3 separate regions of the Gossypium hirsutum genome follow, and all the other regions are linked to region 2. A link is a contact called in public Hi-C data. All regions are on one chromosome and are shown on one strand. The core of a region is the stretch at or near the end of the contact, and the rest is flanking DNA. Distances in the headings are between cores, read along the strand shown.

Region 1 (2,873 bases), core at 149-2,648, 160 kb before region 2:
TAATATTAGTCTAAACGTTGGATAATCAATGAGTCGATATTTGCTTTCACTTTGCTTTGAGTGAAAAACTGTTGATGATAATATACAAAAGATGTTAATGATACTGATGGATTTTATTAAACCAATTTGTTCACAAAATTACAAGCACATATACAAAGTCACTACATTAAACACAATAGATCCCAACAGGAGTTGCCTTGATAAAGTCCTTGCTAAGGTCAAAACTCATCTGTCAAGATCCCATTCCATGCCAAATCCATGCAAATTTCGAAAGTGAACAACTAAGAAAAATTAATCATGGTGTTAATGTCTTCCATCAATTGTACATGATTTTATTGATATAATAACAAATTTAGCCTTCAATGTTTATATATTTTTCATTTTGGCCTTAATTATAAAAAATTCAACAAATTCAACCTCAACAATTTCACATTTACACAAATGTTGTAGGATAAATTCGTTAAATTTGGACAAAGTTGTCAGAATGTGTAAACTTTATAGGCTAATTTTTTTTATTATACCAATCAAAACAATGTACAATGGATGGAAAACATCAACACCATGATTAATTGTCCTTAGTTGCATAATTTCGAAATAAAAAGAGATTAAATTGCTCTGATATTTTTAGAAGAACCAATTTGCTCAAATTTGAAATTGAGAGAAAGAGAGGTCTTTTTATCATTTACTTTTGTGAAAAATGAAATATTCTAATTATTATGTTTATTTTTATCCATAACCATCTAAAATAATAGAATATAAAATATTATTTTTATAAGATTAAAATTATGGAATAAGCAATTTTCAAATATTATATTTTATTATTATAAAACAACATATTACATTCAAAAATTTGTTTTTATTAAACATAATTCAACGCTTATAAAATTATATATTACAAATTGTATACTTAATTTTTAATAATTAAATTAAAATGAATTCTATGCGCCTAAAATTTACAAAACTCGAACAAATTTTAAGTGAAAAACTTCACCAGACTTGATAATTAATTAAAATATTTTCAACAAAATCAAGTTTGATTATTATGTCACAATTTTCAGCCATAACTATATTTTCTTAACTATCTATTTCACCCCCAAAAAAATACTATTTATTATGATAAGTTATTTCAAATTATTTGAGTTATATAATTCAATCCCGAATGAAACTATTTATTCAAATCAATTAAAAATTCTAATTATTTAATTTTAAAATGAAAATTCTAACCGAATCAAATTTAATAATAATATTTACATTCGGCGGCTTTCAAAGCTCCAAAATTCATCTTCCCAAAGGCTTAATTCAAAAACAAGTGCCGTGTATGTTGGTTAAGGGATGAATGATTACTATTGCATTCAGATATGGATAACAGCCGTTTAATATGAAGTGTATTTTCAAATTCAACACATACGTTAGGGGAGATGAGTGGTTTTAAAGAAAGAATGATAGCACGCCTATATTGGCGAATGGGAATGGACAAAATATCCTTGCGAGTCTTTTGGAACATTAAAGATGGTGTTGGGAAGAAGTAAATTTCAAGTTTTGTGGGTGGTGGGACCTTATATTTGTATGCATGCATATGCCACAAGTTTCTTGTGATCTATATAAATAATGTACAGCTCCATCTTAAATTTCAAGGAATGCCTAACTGCTTTTGACAGACAAAATCCATCTTCTTGGTGGCTTCAATTAATCCAATCAATCATACCTTTGTTAAACATGTGACCATGAATATTCTAGGACTGGCTGCACCCAACTCATTTACTGCTTTTGTTTTCTACTTTAAATTGATTCATAGAGGAAGCATAAAATTAAACGATTGAAGATGATACTATATATAAATTATGCTATACATAAATAAAATTATCTTTAAAAATTGGTGTAGAAGTACATGCCAACATCTTTTTGAAGTGAACTTAGTAAGACTTTTTGACGAAGTTTCAAAGAAAGACTTGTGGGCATGGGTTAATATCATTGGTGGACAAAATTTAACTTATGTACCCAAAATGGCTTGAAATGACCGCGGAGATTGGCTTTAACGTCCAAGCAAATGTAACCAAAAGACTAGGGTACCATGCAATAGTATTTGTAGCACTTATTGGCTGCTGAAACTAAACTCTTTTTCTTTTTCTCTTTTCAAAAAAAAAAAAAGTTTGCAAGAAAAGAGTGTTGCATATTATCCTTTTAGGTGACTTTTGGTTCAAGTATTCTCACTTAGATTTCAAAGATTAGTTTGAGTAAATAGTTTTTAGTGTAAGATTTCGAAATATAAGAAACAATTTCAATACCATATCTTTTTTAAATGATCTTATATTCTTATGGTAATATGGGATTGTTGACAATTTTAACACTCTTTAATGATTTAGATTCATTTTACTTAACTAAAACAAAATAATAATAATTAATGAATTAACATTTCTGGTTCTTTGATATATTCTTCAAAAAAATTTAATATTTTGTCCATTTCATTTTGCTCAAAGCGTTAAATTTATAATAAATTTACTAATTTTTATAGTTTTGATCAATTTTACCTTTAAACTATAACAAATAATATGTTCTAATATTTTTTTCATTTTCCCCTCACTTTGATAAAAAGAAAAGTCATAGCTATTTATTGTTATTCCCCATTTTCAGTTTCTTTGATTTGAAAATGATATATGAAATTATTTTACTAGAAAAATACTTCATTTGTTAGCATAATAAAACACTATAACCTTAAACTATTGTATAGTAAAGAATAAAAAAAAAGTAAAAACAAATTCTATGAGGACAATTTAGTAAGACATGTTTTCTGTTAATTAATCAAAAAATATCTCCCATTCTAATAAAATGAATAAAATAAAGTAATGTAATATATGTAGGGGTGAGCGTTTGAA
Region 2 (2,996 bases), core at 393-2,892:
GGTAAGGTACTTCCAATAAGATTTTCAGATTCAATAAACTTACATTGATCGATGCACCTTCTAATTGTGCATTTTCAACAACATATGTTTTCAATTCCAACCTATGAAGATTTTTTTATTACAAAAGAAACCTTGTGATGTAGTGATTTCTCAAAAACGATTATCCCTTTTAAATTATGCAATAGAAAAGAATATTTGGGGAATTCAATATCGAAATCCCAACATTAACCTATAAAAACGAAACCATCCGCTCATTTAGGTCGATCATAAGATATTATGAATTTTACAATTCCAAATTCATAGTGCAAAATTAACCAAGCCTATAGAAAAAAGAAACAAAACAAACATCACCTCCTGACAAAGATCCATGTAAAAATAGGGGGAAAAGAAACAAATATCAATGAAGCAAATGCAAAAACACCCAAAATGCAGGACTTACATGATCAATCTGACGTGTTGCAGGCGTGTCCATACCCTCTACCGCCTTTAACAAATCATTATAATAGCTTTCAGGCACCGTAGACTTCTTCTTGGCGGCACCCGAAAGCGAAAACCAAACCTTAGGCCTAAGCACAGGGGGAATGCCTTTCCTAATAAGCTTCTTCAATGTGATCGCATTAACAAAACCTGACAATTTGAGCGAAGATTTCAACCCAATCCCTTGCGATATCGAAATCTGCGGCTGCAAATACCAATTGGCCCCTTTGCTTGCTTCGAGTGCCCACCAAACACGCCCTTGTTGCCTCACCTTTTCTCTTACCTCATTCAACACATTAACATCGTCCACATTGCCTTCTACTGTGAACCCATAAAGGTCTTGGAATTTCACTATTATATTTGCTCTTCTCGCATGGATGCTTGGCCTTAAGATGTGAAATTGCGCTTGCCATTCAAAGGCAATGTCCATTTTGCTTTGGGGACCAAACATTTCCCCCCCCTTTTTTTTTGTTCTTTTTTCTCGATGATAGATTAAGAGAAAAGGAGAAATGGGTTATAAGGGCTGTATCAGGAACGAGAGAAAACTACGAACTTTGAACCATGAAAAAAGGTTGATTTATTTGGAGCTTGCAAGCTTGGAAAATTGAAGAAAGACAAATTCTTTCAAATGGGTTTTATATAAAGAAGTTGATAAGAGGAAGAATTACGATCTGGCAGAGATAAATGCTCTCACAAATTTGGATGGCTATCAAAGTTCCTTTTTCATATATTCAAAACAAACAATGTACTTTTGAAAATCGAATTATTTTCAAAAGCGCCAAAGCTTGAAAAAATAAAAAGAAAGAAAAAGGAAAAGCCAAGCCAAGCCAAGCCCAGATAACAATTCTTTTATTGTTTCTCAACGAGAGAGAAAACAAAACGAAACGAAACAAAATTTTCTATAAGAGGAGTAAAATTCCTTTTTTTCAATTCTTTTATTTCAAAGGACATGGATGACTAAAAAAGACAAGGGAAAGAGGTTATGAAAGAAACCGAATTAATAGGTAGGTAAAAATAAAAGCTAGGCAATCTAAAGAAAATTAGGAGGTTGTAGGTGGTGGGAGTCATCTTCATCTTCATCTCTTTTCCTCATCAGCAAAAATGAAAAATCCCCACTGTCATTATAATAACAACAGAGGAAAACAGTTTTACCCTTAAAAATTGTTTGTATACTCGAATTTTCTGGACGAAATTGAAAAAATAATTATCTCACTATTAACATAGTATATTCATTATTACTCATGTCTACAAAAGAATTTACTCGTTTAATTCTTAATAAATTAAATGTATTATTTTTTTGAGTAATTAACTGATATATAAATATTAATTATATTGTTCAGTATCATTTTAACCACTATCATCAATTTCTTTGGGATATACTTTTATTCTAACATAATTTTTTTTTATTAAATTTAGCATTATTAATGTTAGTTTCAAAACAGTTTAGTTTTTTTCCCTGGTTTCTAAAAATACAATTATTGGAGCGTTAGAGAGAGAGAGAGAGACGTTACCCACGGACAGCGTTTGATAGGACAGTGATAATGGACTAGCGTTGATATTAGACCTGTCCATGGGCTGGGTGGCCTGGCCCGGCCCGACGATCCGTCCGAAATATGGGAGGGTTTGAGTAAAAATATAGGTCCGAAATATGGGTTTGGGCAAAATTTTAGGCCCATTTAAAAAATAGGCCGGGCCTCGGGCAAGATTTTTTGGCCTGGGCCCGCCCGGCCCGAAAAATATTAAATATATATTTTTTTATTTTTAAAATATAATAGTTTTTTATTTTAAGTTTATTTACTTTCATTTACTTGACTAGTGTTACAAAATAATAATAATAAAACATCAAGTTTGTTTTACTAATCAAATGTTAGATTTTGTTACAACAATTAATACAATTAATACAATTAATAATTTGATAAATTTACTAATCAAATGTTAGATTTTATTACAACAATTAATACAATTAACAACTAAAAATTTGATAATTTTACTAACAATTAATTTTAATAACAATTAGTTTTAATTTTATTAAAAAAATAATTTTAATTTTAATTAAAAACAGGCCGTGCCGGGCCGGGCTCGGGCCCCATATTTTTTTCGGGCCGGGCCGAGCCCGGGCCTAGTAAACGGGCTGAAAATTTTTTGTGGGCCCAGCCCAAACCCGACCCGGCCCATGGACAGGTCTAGTTGAAACTCAATCTAACTGTTCTGTTTTTATTTCCTGGATGACTGAAATGCCCCCGCCATTATTCGGAAAATTATTGCTTCTCTATATATATACTTTTCAGTAAATAATAACCAAATTGGTAGCGTGATTACACTTCGACGTGGGAATTGGGTGAGTTCGGGATGGAGCTCTTCCTTCTTTCTTTTTTAGATAGCATTCCGTTCGTTCGTGAGACTAACTAACAATTACATAAAGGTTTCATCAGTAGTATGGCCAAGTCGGGAGCAAAAGCTGTTGACAGGTCTCTTTGTCACCCAGTCAGCTAATTTGCTTTTGTTTTCAGATACATGGT
Region 3 (2,993 bases), core at 21-2,520, 150 kb after region 2:
TAAAATTGTTAAAATTTACTGGTAAAAAATTAAGGTGAGAAAATTATTTAATATGTATATATTAAATTTTATTTTGGAAAATAGAAAAACTAAATCGGATTGGATTATATTACAGAGTACTAGGTCAAAATGGCCTAAGAAGTACTCACAATTGGACTCAAAGTGAGAGAGGCCCAAAACCCCTCATATAAAATGAATGAGGCAACAACCTTAGTAGAAATACAAGGGTGAGTCATTCACCCTTCTCCTATTCTAAGTAGGATGTTGTTTCCTATTTAAACAAACATCTACAACTCTACAAGGGTTCTATCTTCTCTTCCTATAAATACATGACACTGGTAGAGCTATTAACACAACTTTTAAGAGATTGTTATTCTATTGAAAAATTAAGAGAAATTATTCTAAACTTATAAATATATTTTCCAGAATAATAATTTTTCTGGTTTCTATTAAAGAAGAGAAAATTTTTGTTTTCACACCATAAGTAAATTTTTTTCTAGTTTTGTGTTTTGATTCAATTGGTTTGAGCACACACTCGAAGCAAGTCGTGGTATGAGAACAGTAGAGACGATCATTTGGTTGAAAACCAGAAAACATCAAGGATTCATTTATCCGAAAATACATGTATGAATTTAGTTAATGTTTATTAATATAAATATCATAAACTAGGTCAATTTGTAAAATTTTAATTTTCCACTGAACAAGAAAATCATTTTCAAACTAGATTTTTTCCAACACGATTAGCATACATTGCGTCAAAGTCATGGAACTTGGTCTATTTGAGCGTGTACTACTTCTAGCAGATACTTAATGAATGCTTTGCTCTAGCCAACATTCCCACTTTCCCAATTATTGTTGGGTTTAGGAAGAAACCCTTTCCCCTTTTACAAGTGTCACCCTTAGAGTTTCAGAATTTGAATCATCTGATTTATTTCAACCAAACTTCCTTTATAGGTTTGGATATTTAAACTAAGGCGTGAAGTTAAGAGGTGAGTTGCTTGAAATTCTCCCTCTCTTCCTTGTCGATTAAGTTACTCTATGTTTTCCTCTCACTTGTACTTCTCCGTTTCCCACATCTGTGTTCACTTTTCTTCTTTCCTTGACCGCCTCTCGTAAGTTTTTCAGGTAATTTCTCGAGGCTTTCCCTTTTTTCTTCCTTTCTTTTTGTTATCCCCAAAATGCTTAGGATCAAACTTAGTCATCGCGAGGGGGTCAACCATCGCAGCAGTGGTAGTAAGAAAGGACGTGGTGGTAACAATGAAGGCGATGGGGTTGGGCCCAGTGCTTGTGGGATACATACTTCGTGGAAACTGCCCCTTTTCATTATACCACATCACAGGGGAAATGGTTCGCTACTTGAGCGTCTGAGGAATTCAACTTCCTAATTTCTCTTATAACTGAAGCCTTTTTCAAGGCGAGTGTTGACTGAGCGACACCTCCGACAACATCCTTCTTCTGCTTTATCTGTTTGAGGCAAGGTTTCATCTCCCCATTAATTCTTTCTTTTGCTCTATTCTTAATGAGTATGGGTTCACACTTTGGCAACTCACTGGCTTTTCTTGATGGACCCTAGTTGCCTATTTCATCGATTGTAGCCTAAGAGGTGAACCACCCCTTCTTGGCATTTTCTAGTGATTATACCAGTTAAAGGTAACTTTTTGGGGAGCGTCGGTTGGGTTGGACCATTTTAATGCTCGTCAAGGGTACGTGCCCATAATAAAAAACTGGGCTTCCAACCTTCACCTTAACAAAAAAAATTCATTCGGGTGAGGTGTAGGCTAAAGGGTGGGTTTGGGTTCTTAACCCACTGGTATATTCCTCTAGAGAATGTCTGTACTTGCATGCAACAGTTGGATAATGAGGCTGTGGAGGATTAGTTCAAACACTTGAAATTGGGCCATTCTCTCATGCTGGAGAATCTTATTACAACTAGAAACGTTTTTTGTTTCTACTTAGATAATCACAACCCCAATGGTTACAAGCCTTCAATAAATACTCTTGAGGCCATTTCTTGGGTCGCACGCCCTTTAGATACAATGTGGCCCTACAAGGCTTCCAATGACTTAGCCACTATTTTGTTCGAGAGGAAGGAGGAACCTTCAAACTTATTTTATTCTTATTGAAGGCTACGTGCATGCCCCTGGTCCATCCCTTTTGCAAGGGTTGCAGGCGAGTCCCTTAGATAAAAATTTTGTTCCTCGTATGGCTGATCTTGAATTTTCTTTTGCAGGTTCTACTCAATCGTTCACTCCTTCTCGGACTTCCAACAACATAAATGTAGACGGCGTCATAGATAGGGCTCTAAAGGCCATTGATGATTTTGACACAAGGGTGCAAGTGGGTGTTAGCAGCCGTAAAAGGTCGAGGATTGATGTGTAGTACCTCAAACCCGATCGTAATAGACTAACCCGAATCTAGAATGCCACATTATCCACGTGCATGACTCTCATTACCAGTCAACCAGCACACCACATATCCAACCATCACACCTAACAAACATGCTTTAAACACTTAATCCTGAACATGCAAGCCTAAATTATGCATCGCCTATCACAATTTAGCAATTTAAAAACAAGAGTAAAATCGTGCCTTTAAACATCACTAGCCAAAAAAAAACACGTAAATCATAAAATTAATAACAGGTGATTGGAACATTCCATTTTAAACCATTAGTGAAAATTATAGTTTAAAAACGACATTTAAAACTTATTTAATCGCATAACCAAGTTTAATGACGATAACATAAAATTTCACAAAATATATAGATAATTTAAGAAATTGAAGCTACCATACTAAAATTCAAAGAATAAACCTAAGTCATAAAAATTTTCAAAGCATTTCATGTAGTTTAAGGACTCTAATTGCATTACCTTATAGTTACATTCACACAACACATATAATAATAGACCGACTAATCCACAATAACATAGGAAAACAATTCGATAAAGTTCACACCATGCTTAGCCTAATAGTTTTACTCTGCATGGAGTTGG

The links. A called contact is a pair of places that touch in the nucleus more often than the background predicts.
Region 1: a Hi-C map of leaf shows a contact between it and region 2, with 1.8 times the contacts expected there. The contact joins the enhancer-like site here to the promoter of LOC107954703 in region 2. A contact is called at or near these places in 4 of 34 Hi-C or Micro-C datasets (callus, hypocotyl, leaf and 1 more).
Region 3: a Hi-C map of leaf shows a contact between it and region 2, with 2.0 times the contacts expected there. The contact joins the enhancer-like site here to the promoter of LOC107954703 in region 2. A contact is called at or near these places in 10 of 34 Hi-C or Micro-C datasets (anther, callus, hypocotyl and 2 more).

What each region holds. Positions count from the first base shown.
Region 1 is chrD07:36,645,968-36,648,840 of Gossypium_hirsutum_v2.1, forward strand. No RefSeq gene overlaps it. Among protein-coding and RNA genes, the nearest start is that of LOC121219069, 23 kb to the left of the region's middle. Within about 2 kb of position 1,399, at least 3 of the 9 cell types and tissues checked have an H3K27ac peak or open chromatin away from gene starts, as enhancers often do. A contact at or near this core is called in hypocotyl and leaf, where this site is marked.
Region 2 is chrD07:36,807,364-36,810,359 of Gossypium_hirsutum_v2.1, forward strand. It overlaps LOC107954703 (TBC1 domain family member 2B), which reads right to left and starts at 1,643. Exons shown (of 7, transcript XM_016890339.2): 1 at 440-1,643. The coding sequence starts at 928.
Region 3 is chrD07:36,960,956-36,963,948 of Gossypium_hirsutum_v2.1, forward strand. No RefSeq gene overlaps it. Among protein-coding and RNA genes, the nearest start is that of LOC107954704, 42 kb to the right of the region's middle. Within about 2 kb of position 1,271, at least 9 of the 9 cell types and tissues checked have an H3K27ac peak or open chromatin away from gene starts, as enhancers often do. A contact at or near this core is called in hypocotyl and leaf, where this site is marked.